Regions from separate parts of the Pan troglodytes genome. Here region 2 is linked to region 1. A link is a contact called in public HiChIP or PLAC-seq data. All regions are on one chromosome and are shown on one strand. The core of a region is the stretch at or near the end of the contact, and the rest is flanking DNA. Distances in the headings are between cores, read along the strand shown. Region 1 holds the start of KCND3 (potassium voltage-gated channel subfamily D member 3). Region 2 holds the start of INKA2 (inka box actin regulator 2).

Region 1 (6,899 bases), core at 1,172-3,671:
GGACCACCAGTCCTTTACAAACTGCTTTCAGATGAATAATTGAGAGCTCAGGGGAAGGAAAGATTAACCCCTCCCTATCTTGGGACCATAAAAGCTTCTGGTCCCAAGGCCAAATGTTTACCCCATGCGTGAATCCAGGGCAATCTTCCTAAAGAAGGCCAAGCAAGCACCAGGCTGTCTCCAGAGGCTCAGCCCCTGTCCCCCTGGTAAAACATACCAAAAAAGGAGCAATTACCCCATTGTTACTTTCTCTGTGTGTGGGGGTTGGGAGGTGAAAGGGGAGGACAAGTGTCCCACCAGATACTATATCCAAGGCCACACTGGCCATACCCACCCCACAACACTGCAGGAATGACCCACTCAAGTAGGCCTTCTCCACGGCTCACACAGCAGCATTCGCCCCCTGACAGGAGCCAACACCTTCCGGAGCTGGCCTGGGTATGAATTCCTGCAAGAGGCACAACAGTGCGGCCCCATTTCCAGCCAATGGCACTGCACATGCCTCAAATGCCAAGGTTTTACTAGGACGTGGACGCCTTACAAATGAAAAATCTGAAGCTATTTTTGTTTTTGGCAGAAGAGTTTGACAGTGGGAAAGATAGGGGGTGAGGGGAGGCTGGAAAAGAGACATTCAAAACAGGTAAGCTCTGAAATGAAAAAGGTGACAAATCCTGGCAAAGGAAAACATTTTCCCCTGCTGTAAAAAGTCAGTTACTCCATTAAACAGCTTCTATTTTGGAGGTAAAAGGCCAAAAGGGGGTGGAGTGACCAGACAGCTTGTCCTGGGGTTTGACACCTAGCTGAGTACAGGCATAAGGCAGCAAAAAAAGTCATGTCACCAAGGTCTGTCCTTCAATGACCTCAGTGGAGAGCCTCTGGAAACTTACTTTCCACAATCTCACATCACATCCCCTAGCTCAGAATGGGGCTGGTCTGGGGGCAGAGGAAGGTGCCCATGACCCAGAGGGCTTCTCCTGTGTTCACAGGATTTTGGTAGGCAAAGCATGAAACTGACAAGGTGAACCAAGCTGGGGATCCTTGGGGGACAGGCTTGGGACACACGCACAGATCCTCTTCTCCAACGGTGCCACTCCTATGCTAGCCAGGGCACTTTCCTGAACTCTTTTTCTCCAGCCTCCTCAAGAGCAAAAGGGAACAAGCTACTAACCTCTTTCTCTGGGGGGCCCCTTGTATACTTGCATTTTGTTGCATTCAAGTAGAGACGAGGAAAAAATAAACACATCAGTTCCCTTCCTGTGTGCCAACAGGTCCACATGGGGAAATGTACACATGCTTTGTATTGAATTCGTGGACACCCAGGAGCCCTTTCTACAGACAGTAAACATACAGGCTCCCTCGAAGTAAGGTAAACAAGGCATACATTTGACCATCACGTACATTCATGCAAAATACAGCAACGCATGCCTGGTCTTACAAACAGATCGCATTGTGCCTAGGACCCCGAGAAAGTTCAGACGCTCTCTCTTAAGAAATACGGACCCTTTTTCTTGCAGTGCGATTTCAGGTCTGGAACCTCAGCCTGTTGCTGACATATCAGGGCTGCCCGGGATAAAAGCAGAACATCTTGGATCCTATTCAAATGTCAACACTAAGCAAGCGCAGGAATTTAGTTGAGTCCAGGTAACTTTGCCCAGTCCCTTCCCGTCCCCCACCTCCAGTGTAAACACCTCGCAGAGTGAGTCTTTCGATCCCTCTCCCCGGGGCCGCGACGGCCCTTGGCGTCACGTAGAGACCTTTCCCAGAGCTCGCGGGGTGGAAGTGGCGTCGGGCAGGACCAGAGGGACTGGCCCCCAGCCTCTGGTAGACACACCGCCGGCTCGCCGGGCTGGAGAACTTTGCGAAGCGCCCCAAACCGCTCCAGGTTTCCACTTTCAGCCATTTCTCTCCTTGTCCCCTCACCAAGAGCGGGGACGGAGCAAGCCTTCGCCACCTGTCTCTGGCACCCGCCGAGGGAAGACAGGCCAATGGAAAGAGGGCAGAGGTTCACACCCCACCCCCGAACCCCAGCGCCTGGCTGCCCGGAGGTGGCTCCACAGCCCGAGGGAACCGACGCCCCCGGGCCGGCTGTCTGCTCCCCCACGGCACGGGCCCCACCCCCAATCCTTCCGGCGCCCCAGCGCCCACCCACCCGGGCGCGGGAGTGGGAGGGTGCCGCGTGGGCAGCCGGAGCAACAGGCGTGGGAGCAGCGCTCCTCGCACTTCCTGGCTCCAGAAGGCTCGGTCGCGTCCCTCTTACCTTCCGCGAAGCCAGCCCGGGCCCCGCGCCCGGCGCCCCGCGCGCGCGAGGAAGCTGCGGCCGGGAGCCGGGGCCGCGGAGGCGCCGAGCGCCCAGCAGCGCGGGGAAGCGCCCAGCAGCCGCCGCTCGCGCGGCTCCTCCTCGCCAGCGCAGTCTCGCTCGCTGCCTCCCTCGCTCGGTCGGTTCGTGCGTCCGTCCGTCCGTGGGGCCCTCCCTCCCCCGCCGCCGCTGCCGCCGCCGCCGCCGCTGCCGCCGCCACTGCCGCCGCCGCCACTGCCGCCGCCGCCGCTGCCGCAGCCTCCGCCGCTCCAGCCCCGGCTCGGCAGCGCGTTCCCTCCCCGCCTCGCCGCTCCGCTCGCGGGCTCGCGGGCTCCCTCGCTCTCTCCCTGCCCCCGCCGCTGCCGGCGCCGCGCCGAGCGGAGCCCGGCCGGCCACGGGCTGCCTCTCCCGAGGTCCCTTTCCCGAGGGGGGAGGTGGTGGGGGCGCGGCGCAGGCGGGGCGGGGAGGAGAGGAGAGTCCGGGGGAGGCGGCAAGGCTGCGCCCTCGGCTCCCTTCCGATCCTCGCGGGCCCAGCGGCCCCAGGCCGGGCCGGAGAGCGCCGAGCCGCCAGGCAGCGGAGGAAGAGAGGAGGAGGACCCGGAGTCTCGCCGCGGGAGGGTGCCCAGGGCGAGGGCGTGCGAGGGGGAGTGACTCCGCGCGCGAGGGTGTGTATGAGTGTGAGTGCGTGTGTGTGTGTCTGTGTGTGTGGAGAGGGGCGCGCGCGTGAGAGGGGGGTGGGGAGACGAGGCAGAGCCTAGTGCGTCTCCCCGGGCGAGTGGAGGAATCCTAGGGTGTGCCTGGAGGTGGCGGAGTGTACCGACGCGGGTGTGAGCGCGTGTGCCAGCGAGGGTGGGCACGGGGGTGAGCGTGGCAAGGTGAGCTGGGTTTGGGGGTGGGGGAGGAGCAGGGAGTACGGCGTGAGCGTAAGTTCGGGGGCGTGTGTGGCTGGGGACCCACGGAGAGGTGGCAGGGAGGGCCGGCGTGTGCGCGCGTGGGGTATGTGTGCACCTAGCTGTGTGTCTATTTCTCGCTGACTGTCCACAGGGCAGCAGCACCTGCTTGAGACCAAGCCCGGCGACCTGGCAAGGTGGGGCCCCCTACCGCGCAATCTTTGCGGCTGGCCCCCGGCTCTCAGCTCCGAGTGCAGAGGCTGAAGAGGTACCCGGGGGACACACTGCCTCTAACCCCACGTATGAGCCGCTCTCCTCTCGGAGGGCGAAGGCACCATCGGAAGGTCGAGATTCGCCCTCCTCTCCCGCCACGTCTACCCACCACCCAGACCGGGAGTCTGGACTTGGGAGCGTGAACTCTCACCCGAGCCGGTCCCCTTACAACTGGAGCCCGCCCAGCCCCTCAGTCCCTCCCTGAAGCCCATGGGTCCCCACTGCTCCGTGCCTCGTCTACCCAGGATGGGGAGTGGGAAGGTCAGCATGTGCCCACAGGGCCAGGTGTCCGGCCCAGATTCCCACCCTCAGGGCGGCGGCGCGCAAAGGGCGCAGTCCCCGCCGCTGGGCGGACCCGCGGCTCCGGCTTTCCCGGTGTCTCCAGCCTCGGTGCCCGGAATCCTGGATCTCGGCCTGGCGCTCCGGAAGCGAGGCAGCTCCGTGCCCCAGCAGGGACGGGGAACGCTTGGCTTGAGAGATCACATTTCTGGGTGTGGAGAGGTGGGTGCCGAGGCAGAGAAATGCAAAGTGCGTTGTGACCTCTGGGGTGTTCTAGACTGCGAGGGTGTTCAAGACCCTAGGACAATTGTAGACCCAGGGCTGGAAAAGGACCTCCCTGAATCCGGAACGGGGCTTCTGGCTTGTGAGAACCCCTAGCCCTCTTCCAGATGAAGGAGTGGAAGTCGGTAATTGTGGTCTGGGCCCTTGTGGGCCCCTGGCACCTTGGAGTCCCTCATTCACTCACTCTTACTTTTTCCGGAGCCCCCTTCAGTCTGTCAGTTTGAAAGGTACACAATTGGCCCTTCAGGAGGTGGGCGTGGGCTCCATTAGCGTTTGCCAGGAGTCCCGGAGCTGTGTGGGATTTGCATACAGTAATAATGATTAACAACACTGCCACTCCCTGGCAGACAGGGGAAGAATTCGGGGAAGGCCCTGGCGCTGCTCCCACCTCCCTCCTCCCTTTCCTCTGGGGAAGGGCTAATTTTCTGGCAACTGCACTCCTCAGTTGCTCTGACCCCTGGGAGAAAGTGCCTCAGGTCCTGGGTGGTCACTACTCAGGAGGCAGGGGCACTTTCCTTCAGTACTCCATCCCATGTTCAATTCGGGAAAGTGAAACCCATATTTTATTTCTGCCCAGGTTTGAACTCCTGTACATTCTCACTGTTGTTTAGCATCTTGGGGGCAGCTCAGGGGTTGAGTGCCCCCCTCAGTGTTTGGAGGCTTCAGGAGACAGTTGGGCACATCATTTCTCCTCAGAAAGTCAACTAATGGGACAGTTGTGGCCTCCTGAGACTCGTAAGCTCCGTTTGAAGACCAGACACTGGTCCAGACACCTGCCCCCTCATTCCTCATAAGCTCGTAACTCATTGCTTAAGTGTGGTAGCTGTAGACTATTCTCTCCTTTCTGTCTTAACCATCTAGGGAAAATAGGAAAGACTGGGATTTCTAGTCTAGGCCAGTGTGGGTTTTGTTTACCAGTCCTTCCTACAACCAGGTGATCTGCAAAATGAGAGCAAGCGATGGGGAGAAAGGAGGCCCCTTGATTCGGGCAGCTGGAGTAGTCCTGCTGCCCAGGAGATGCTGTCCCTCCCACCAGTCCCCAGTCATCTATTGCATCTTTCCAGCACTGCCTGTCCTCACCTTCCCCCTCTGCCTCTGGTCCCGGCCTGGCCGGGATTTTCACTTGCTTTTCCCCCATGACACGGCCGCTTTTCCTTTAACTCTCAGCTTCTATTTAAAAAGCTAATTTGGGAGCTTGTCGATGCTCCCAATTCAGACATTTTAAATAGGAACTGAAAGTCAGGAGCTGCCAGGGCACTAGAGTTCCTCCCGTTGCCACCAGCACAGCTGAGGCATTTGTTCAGTCACTCCTCTGGCCCTGGCCGTGTGTGTCTGTGTGTGTGAGCACCCGCGAGCTCAGGGTGTATTTCAGGCTATCTTTTCTATTTAAAGACGGTGCTCCTATGGATGACTATTCTTTCTCTGTGTGTGTGTCCTTTCCAAGCTGTGCACACATGAGGATTCTTCTTTAGTCTCATGGCTGTGGCCGGTATTTGCAAAGCTTGTCACCGTGTGGACTGTGAGGGTAATTGGGAGCCCAGCTCAAAGTCGGCTGCTTCTTTGCTGATGTGCCAGGCTAGTGTGTCTGCGTGGCTGTTTCCCAGGGCTGCTCTGTTCAGGCTCTCTCTTTGAAGCTATGCCTCATATGCCTGAGAATGTCCTTAGGGGTCACTCCCACCCTCACTGTTTATAGCTGTCCCATTTTAGCAATCTGCCCCATGCTGGGGCAAGAATTTTGGGGGTGGGCTGTACCTCTGAGGGTTACAGCCTTTCTACATTTAGGGTGCTATGTACCTTAGAAGTAAAAAGTACAGACTTTGAGGTGAGACTGCCTGGGTTTGAACCTGCGTCTGCTGTTAATTAGCTGTGTGATCATGTGGAAGGTACTTAATCCCTCTGTGCCATGATTTCTTCCTCTCTCAAATGGCAATAAATAATACTATCTACTTTATAAGGTTGTGAAAATTAAATGAAGTAACACAGATAAAGTGCTTAGAATCGTGCCTGGAACATGGGAAGTATAATATAATTGTTGGTTGTTGTTGTTCAAGGTAGGAGTGGTGCAGGCAGGAGGTGCAAAGAAATCTGTCTGAGGAGGAAGATAGAACTGCCGGATTGTACACAGAGACACATATAGTCACTCACCCACCCATGCATGTAACAATAAAAATGGCAGGCCACAGCCCACAGGCAGTCAAGTTCACCTTGCTGAGATAGTTAATTCTGTAAGTCCCAGAAAAGGGAGATTTCTGTTGAAGGAATAGAGGAAGTCTAGGGATAGAGATGAGGAAGGGGCTTGACCATGTCAGAAGCCCATGGGACATTTCTTGGGAGCCGATTTTATGCTGAAGAGTAAGTCCCGGGACCCTCACTATCCATGTGGTCCCAGCCTCCCTTATTTAACCACTGAAAGCAAGGCCTTTTGAAAGTGAGCTCCAGCGAGAAACTCAGGAGGGTGGCACCTCATTCTCCCCAAGGCTCCCCTTGGGTTTGGGGTACTCTCACTTTCATACTGCCATTGCGTTCCATCCCTTATTCCCACAGCTGGGCATGTGAGCTTTTATTCAGTTGCTATTAGAGTTTATTTCACCTCGATGGGCCCGCAGGAAGCTGCTAGCAGGAAGAGGAGCTCTGAAGGACAGGAGGCTGTCCAAGGGATGAAAGCAACGTTGCAAATGCTTGGCTTAGCATATCAGCTGTAAGCTGAGGAGCCACCATATGTTGGGCTCCTTGCTAGATTTTCCATAATCCTGCACTGTAGATATTACCATCATTTTATTGATAGAGAACCTGAAGGTAGCTGGTGGAGAGGGACACTCCAGAAGGATGTGAGGCTACATAGCTGGATTGGAGCTCTGACCTCTCCCTTTTGCCGCTAT
Region 2 (6,899 bases), core at 1,968-4,467, 230 kb before region 1:
CTACCTTGTGTTGCTTTGAGGGTCAAATGAGAAAAAGTGGCTTTAAAATCTTAAGTTTTCTTCCCTTCTTTCCACATTCCCCCACCGATCCTCACACCCAGGGTGGGCCACCTTACAGTATGCCTTCCTTTATACTGTTTTCTTTTTCTTTTGAGACGGAGTCTCGCTCTGTTGCCCAGGCTAGAGTGCAGTGGTGTGATCTCGGCTCACTGCAAGCTCCGCTTCCCGGGTTCACGCCATTCTCCTGCCTCAGCCTACCGAGTAGCTGGGACTACAGGCGCCCACCACCACGCCCGGCTAACTTTTTGTATTTTTTTTCTAGTAGAGACGGGGTTTCACCATGTTAGCCAGGATGGTCTTGATCTCCTGACCTTGTGATCCGCCCACCTCGGCCTCCCAAAGTGCTGGGATCACAGGCGTGAGCCACCGCGCCTGGCCTGTTTTCTTTTCCTCTGGGTTCAAAAGCCTCCAGTGCAAAATGATTGGATGAGATCATTTGAATCTTAACACCCATTCTAAGTGTCACTCTCACCTTTTCAGTTCATAGGAATCTCTCCCTCCTCTAGCTCCCTGGAAAGGCTCTCCAGGTAGATGGAACAGCAAATACAAAGGTATTGAGGTGTTACAAGTCATGGAGAATTAAGCATCTGGGCTAGTTGGGTCTGGTTGGAGGAGGTAGATGGGCTGCTCTGCCAGAGAAGAGACAGGGATCCCACTGTTATTTATCCCGGGGGAGGCTGGGAGACAGACACAATCAAGCCCATTTCTGTATGTGTTATGCTCCTTACCTAGTTATTAAATGATTTCTTGCTTTTGGGCAAGAGATCTTTATAGCACTAAAAATTATGGTCAACAACACTGTTATAACTTTTGACTAGTGAGAAAAAAAATTTGTGTTATTCACCATGGTTCCCAATAACATTACTGCAATATTTGTGTCTGTAAAACATCAAAAACAACAAATGCAGTAACAGAATGCCTATAAAACTATAAATGTTTTCTGGAAATGTAGTCTTTTTGCTTTTCTTGGGATAATCCTGTGGTTCTTCAGCAGTGATTGGTGTGAGTTCTACAGAACCGCTGCTATGTGCATGGAGACCCAGAAGAGATTTTTGAGCAAGAAGGTGTCAGCCATTCAATGTTTATTGGGTCTACCAGGTGCTTGGTGCTGGCCTGGAGGGCCTAGGATGACAAAATTACTGTCCTTGAGAAGCTCACAGTTTATTTAATGTGAGGCACATACAAGTAACCAAGCAAATACAACATAAGAGCCAGACTAGAATTATTTATAGTGTGATGTGGGACCCTGGGGTGGGGAATAAAAAAGGGTATCAAAAGGAGCAGTATCTGGAGCTGGACCCCAACAGCTTAAGATATCCACTTAAGAAAGATCACTCTAGCACCTGTGGGGTACATGGCTGGGATAGAGAAGAAACTCTGGCCAGAGAAACCATTCAGGAGGTTTTTGCGAGTTAGGATGATAAAGGGATCTAAAATATAGGGCAGATTCTATGGAGACTGAAGAAGAATGGGTGAAATATTTGGAGGCCAAATTACTTGTGCTTGGTAAATTGTTAGAAAGTGGCGAAGGAGTCAAGAATAATTCCCAGGTTTGTGGTCTGGGGATTAGGCAGATAAAAGAGGTGAGGGCAGTAAGAGGAAGGCTGGGACCTTTAGTGCCATCTCCTCCATCAGTCTCCATTCCTTCAAACGGATAGTTGACATTTTCTCAATGTTTTGTAAATTTCCAGGCAAAATAAACCTTCAGGACCACCTTCCAATGGGATTACCATGTCAAAGCCCCTCCTATATCATATGGAATCTAGACCATCACTGTGTGTGTGTCAAGGGGGTAGGGACAATGACCAGCATTATAATCTATGGACAAAGTTGGGCTTGGTTGCAGAATATATTTAAGTTTGGTATTCTTTGTATTTTTAAAAATTTGTTTACTTTTTAAGAATTTGAGACAGGGTTTCTGCATGTTGCCCAGGCTGGCAACTCCTGGCCTCAAGCAATCCTCCCGCCTCAGCCTCCCAAGAAGCTGGAATCACAGGTGCGAGCCACCCCACACAACTAAATTTGGAATTATGAATATGGCTGAGGTCCAGAAATATTTAAATTTGGCATGATGACTAAGAGTTTGTTATAGGAGCTCAATCATTTGATAAATATTGAACATTTCCTATGTGTCAGATTGTTTTTCCCACTAGGGATGCAGAGGAGAACAAGACAGAATAGGTTCTTGTCCTCATAGAGTGTGGGAGACAGGCAGTAGACATATAATTTCAGGTAGGTATAAGTATCATAAAGAAAAAATAAAGCAAAACAAAAGAAGAGAGTGCTGGGAAAGGCCAGGGAGCAGAGAGGATGACAGAGCTGTCTTAGGGTGTTCAAGACCTCTTTGAAAAGGAAGAGCTCTTTGAAAAGCTGATATTTGAGCAGAAGACCACAGCAAGGAAAAGTGGCAGAGACTGCTAGCTGCCTACGCATGAAATGATGGGGGAAGGAGCAATACAGAAGGCATGTAACATTTGAGAGTCTATTAGGCATCCCAAGGGAGGTGCTGCGGAGGCGGATGCATGGAGGCAGATGCATGGAGGCAGATGGATGCACACGTCTAGAGTTTAAAGGGAGATCTGAGGCGGAGATACGAACTTGGGAGCTGTTAGTCCAGTTCCAGGTTCCAATTCAACGTACTTTTATCAGAGCTCACTGTGCGCCAGGGACTTGCTAGGAGATAAATGGGGTTTATCTCACCGGAGATAAATGTGGTTGCACAGCAGACGGACACACCAGCCAATGTGGTAAATAAACCCTTGGGTCCGGCTACGTTCTGCGCGCTCTCTGCCAGCACAGAGGAGCAGCGAGTCAGGGTACGGAGCGGGTAGCGTTGGGGAAGAGGTGGCCGCGAAGCGAGACAGGCCAGCGGAACGGAAAACGGCAGCACGAGACGGGGGCGTGACGCACCGGGCGCATCACAAAGAACGACGAGAGGGCGGTGGCGCCGGGGGCACGGCTGGGCGGCTCCGCCCAGAAGAGGGCCGAGAGGCGGGGCGGTGCCCCCACCGCAGGCCCGCGGCGCCCTCTGCAGGCCACAGGCAGCGACTCACCAGTTGCCTCATCTTTCCTCTCCTCCCTCTTGGGGCTTTCCTCAGGCCACATTTTTTGTGTGTCTGGGCAGTCTCTCAGCCTCCGACTCCCGTCCCTTTCTTCCACTTCCAGGCCGGGCGTGTTAGTGTCTTCGCGGGAAAACTGCCAATAAAGTTTTTCTTCTTCTCGCTCCCAGGATCCCCGCCTCCCCTTAAGCATCGCGAGATCTGACGGCGCGGCTACCATGGCGGCGGCATTTGAAGCCTCGGGAGCCTTAGCGGCAGTGGCGAGTGCTATGCCGGCTGAGCATGTGGCCGTGGAGGTCCCGGCCCCAGAGCCAACACCCGGGCCTGTGAGGATCCTGCGGACCGCTCAGGATCTCAGCAGCCCGCGGACCCGCACGGGGGATGTGCTGTTGGCGGAGCCGGCCGACTTCGAGTCACTGCTGCTTTCGCGGCCGGTGCTGGAGGGGCTGCGGGCGGCCGGCTTCGAGAGGCCCTCGCCGGTGCAGCTCAAGGCCATCCCTCTGGGGCGCTGCGGGCTCGGTGAGAGCGGGGGCCCGGGATAGGTCGGGGGGTGGGGTGGGAGAAGGGGGACCGACGGGCGGCGGCGGCCAGGCCCGCGCCGCAGCTCGGGAAGAGCCCTCGGTCGGCCCCCGGAGCAGGGCCCTGCCGGGGGCTAGGCGCTACGCTCAGTTAACTTATTTGTAAAACTAACGTGCACTATTGAACTTGAGGCTAGTTAAGACCTTTTTTTAAGCACTGACAAATGGTTCTAAGTTTGAGAAGATAAACGGTAAACGTTCAGGGACTAGGCGTGTTCTCATACGTTTTTGAGAATCAACTAAAAATGAAGGTGCCAACTAGGGGAATCTCAGGAGACCCTTCTAGTTCTCTGATTCCATGTTAGCCCCTAAGTTGCTTCAGTGAGTACTGGCTAGTGATAATTGTTTTTTTCCTTCGCAGATTTAATTGTTCAAGCTAAATCTGGCACCGGGAAAACCTGTGTGTTCTCCACCATAGCTTTGGACTCTCTTGTTCTTGAAAACTTAAGTACCCAGGTGAGTTAGCTGAGAGGACCAGAGGAGGATGTGTTTTGTGGACTTCACCACAGGTCAGATGAAATACCAGTAGCTCCTCAGAGCTGGAAGTGAATTTGATGAATGATTGAGTTAAGTGGTGGTGGTGGCGAAATTTGGAATTTTCTATGCGTACCTTATTTAAATAGAATAAAGCTACCATATATGTCAATTTTGTCACTACTTGGTAATACAGACAGGGATTCTTCTTTTACTTACTGACTAGATTAATGTGAGACTTAACATTTGACTTGATTCATGGTAATGTAGTGCTCTGGCTATTGTTGGTAACTGCAGAGTTTGTTTTTTTTTTTTGAGACGGTGTCGCTTTGTCACCTAGGCTGGAGTGCAGTGGCGGATCATTGCTTACTGCAACCTTGAACTTCTGGGCTCCAGTGATCCTCCCACCCATCTTCCTAAGTATTTGGGACTACAGGTGTGTGCCACCACACCTGGCTAGTTCTTGTATTTTTTGTAGAGATGGGGTCTCCAGTGTTGCACAGACCAGCCTTGAACTCCTGGGTTCAAGCAATCCTCCCACCTTTGCCTCCCAAAGTACTGGGATTACAGGCATGAGCCACCACAGCCGGTATGCAGGTGGTTCTTAAAGCTCTGTAAATGTATCATATTGATCTCCCATCTTCCAGGTTGTCTTAGAGTGTTTCTAAGATTGCCTTACCCAAATTAGCAGGAAATTTGAGTTTGGGGATCATTTCTCCAACAAAGATTTGTTGAGTCCGTATTACGTATAAACAGTGTGCCAGGCATTGGGGATTCAAAGATGAATTAGATGTGATTCTCATAGCCTTACTTGGTAGTTTAGTTGTTATGGCAGACTGTATTTCAAGTTCTCAGGCATTGGTATATCTGATGATGAATCTTCAACAGTGGTTTTTAACCCAGATATCCATGTTCATCACCTGGGAAGCTTTTTGAGTCCATCTTATGTCTACCAAATCCTAGGTGATGTTGCACATTGGAAATCCTCCTACTTCCCAAGAACCTGAGTTAGTCTAATTGTAGACTAAGATGTATTTGAGATTTTGGCTTCTGACAATTTGGCAGCAGATAAAATGCTGAAATCCTGGAAAAGTTTCATCAATTCATTTTTTTTTGAGACCGAGTCTCACTCTGTTGCCCAGGCTGGAGTGCAGTGGCACAATCTTGGCTCACTGCAACCTCTGCCTCCCAGGTTCAAGTGATTCTCCTGCCTCAGCCTCCCGAGTAGCTGGGATTACAAGTGTGCACACCACACGCCTGCCTAATTTTTTTGTATTTTTAGTAGAGACGGTGTTTCGCCATGTCGGCCAGGCTGGTCTCAAACTCCTGACCTCAGGTAATCCACCCGCCTCAGCCTCCCAACATGCTGGGATCACAAGTGTGAGCCACCATGCCCGGCAAATTCATATTTTTAATTTCAGGTCTTTGGATTATGAAAATTACATTATTCTCTGTGTGTGTATCAAAGTAATACGTATTCATTTTTAGAAATAGGGAAAATTCAGAAAAATTAGGACGTACCAGAAAACAAAATCTGTAATCTTACTACCTAGAGAGAAACTGCTATTAACAGTTTTGGCATATTTTCTCCTAGTCCTTTTTTTTTTTTTTTAAATCAATTTTTTTTTCTTGTAGCTAAGAGCACAAAGTTTTGTTTTCTCCTCCTCCAGTAGTTACATTGCAAAGTTTTTACCATGACTCTCAAGGTCTTTTGTGATCTAGTCCCTGGAGGTAGATCTCTGCCCTCCTTTACTTTCCCCTGAATTCTGTCATGTGGGCCTTCTTTTTCTTCCTCAAATACACCAAGAACACTGCCATCTTATGGCCTTTCCATTTGCTGTTTCCTCTTGGTGAAAACGCTTCCCCAGGGGTCATATAGCCAGCTCTACTCTATGCCATACATGTAGGTCTCTGCTCAAAGTACCTCCTTTGAGGAGGTTTCATGATCACCTCATTTAAAATGACTCCTTTTTTCCTTGTTCGATTTTTTTATGATACTTTTTATTACCTGTCATTACTTATTTTTGTTTATTGTATATATTCTTATCCAAGAATGAAAGTACCATGAGGGCAAAGACTTTGTACTGTTAACTGTTGATTCCCCGGCAACTAGTATGTTGCCCAGCATAGAGTAGGTTCTTACTTAATATTTGTTGAATGAATGAATGAATGAATGGAATACAGTCAGCCCTCCCTGTCTTCAGGTTTTGTATCAGCTGATTCAGCCAACTGTGGATCAAAATACTCAGGGCAGGATGGAGGAACAATAAAAAATAATACAACAATCAAAAGATATAAACAAAAATACGGTATAACCATTTACATAGCATTTAAATTGTATTAGGTATTATAAATAATCTAGAGATAGTTTAAAATATGTGGGAGGATGTACATAGGTAATATACAGATATATGCAATTTTATATAACAGACTTGAGCATCTGCCAGTTTTGGTATTTGGGGGCTTCCTGGAACCAATCCCCTGTGGATACCAAGGGATAACTGTACCTTACCTTATCAATAAAAACTCATTTGAAATGATCATTTAAATGAAATATAGTATGTCATGTAATGAATATACCAGTCCCCTATGTATTTATTCCTCTGACTCAAAGGTGTAATTTATGGTTTTTTTTTAGATTTTGATCTTGGCCCCTACAAGAGAAATTGCTGTACAGATACATTCTGTTATTACAGCCATTGGAATAAAAATGGAAGGCTTAGAGTGT

The links. HiChIP or PLAC-seq counts read pairs in DNA pulled down with a chosen protein or histone mark.
Region 2: an H3K4me3 HiChIP or PLAC-seq map of stem cell-derived excitatory neurons shows a contact between it and region 1, with 4 times the contacts expected there. The contact joins the promoter of INKA2 here to the promoter of KCND3 in region 1. A contact is called at or near these places in 1 of 7 Hi-C or Micro-C datasets (stem cell-derived neural progenitor cells) and 1 of 1 datasets of contacts at active chromatin or transcription factors (stem cell-derived excitatory neurons).

What each region holds. Positions count from the first base shown.
Region 1 is chr1:119,191,869-119,198,767 of NHGRI_mPanTro3-v2.0_pri, reverse strand. It overlaps KCND3 (potassium voltage-gated channel subfamily D member 3), which reads right to left and starts at 2,421. Exons shown (of 7, transcript XM_054685643.2): 1 at 2,258-2,421. It overlaps LOC129138661 (skin secretory protein xP2-like), which reads left to right and starts at 923. Exons shown (of 3, transcript XM_054676470.2): 1 at 923-993; 2 at 1,680-2,961; 3 at 3,341-3,664. The coding sequence starts at 923. The coding sequence ends at 3,664.
Region 2 is chr1:119,425,898-119,432,796 of NHGRI_mPanTro3-v2.0_pri, reverse strand. INKA2 (inka box actin regulator 2) reads right to left here and starts at 3,217. Exons shown (of 2, transcript XM_054685651.2): 1 at 3,114-3,217. The coding sequence starts at 3,125. DDX20 (DEAD-box helicase 20) reads left to right here and starts at 2,993. Exons shown (of 11, transcript XM_016925673.4): 1 at 2,993-3,638; 2 at 4,059-4,153; 3 at 6,810-6,899. The coding sequence starts at 3,338.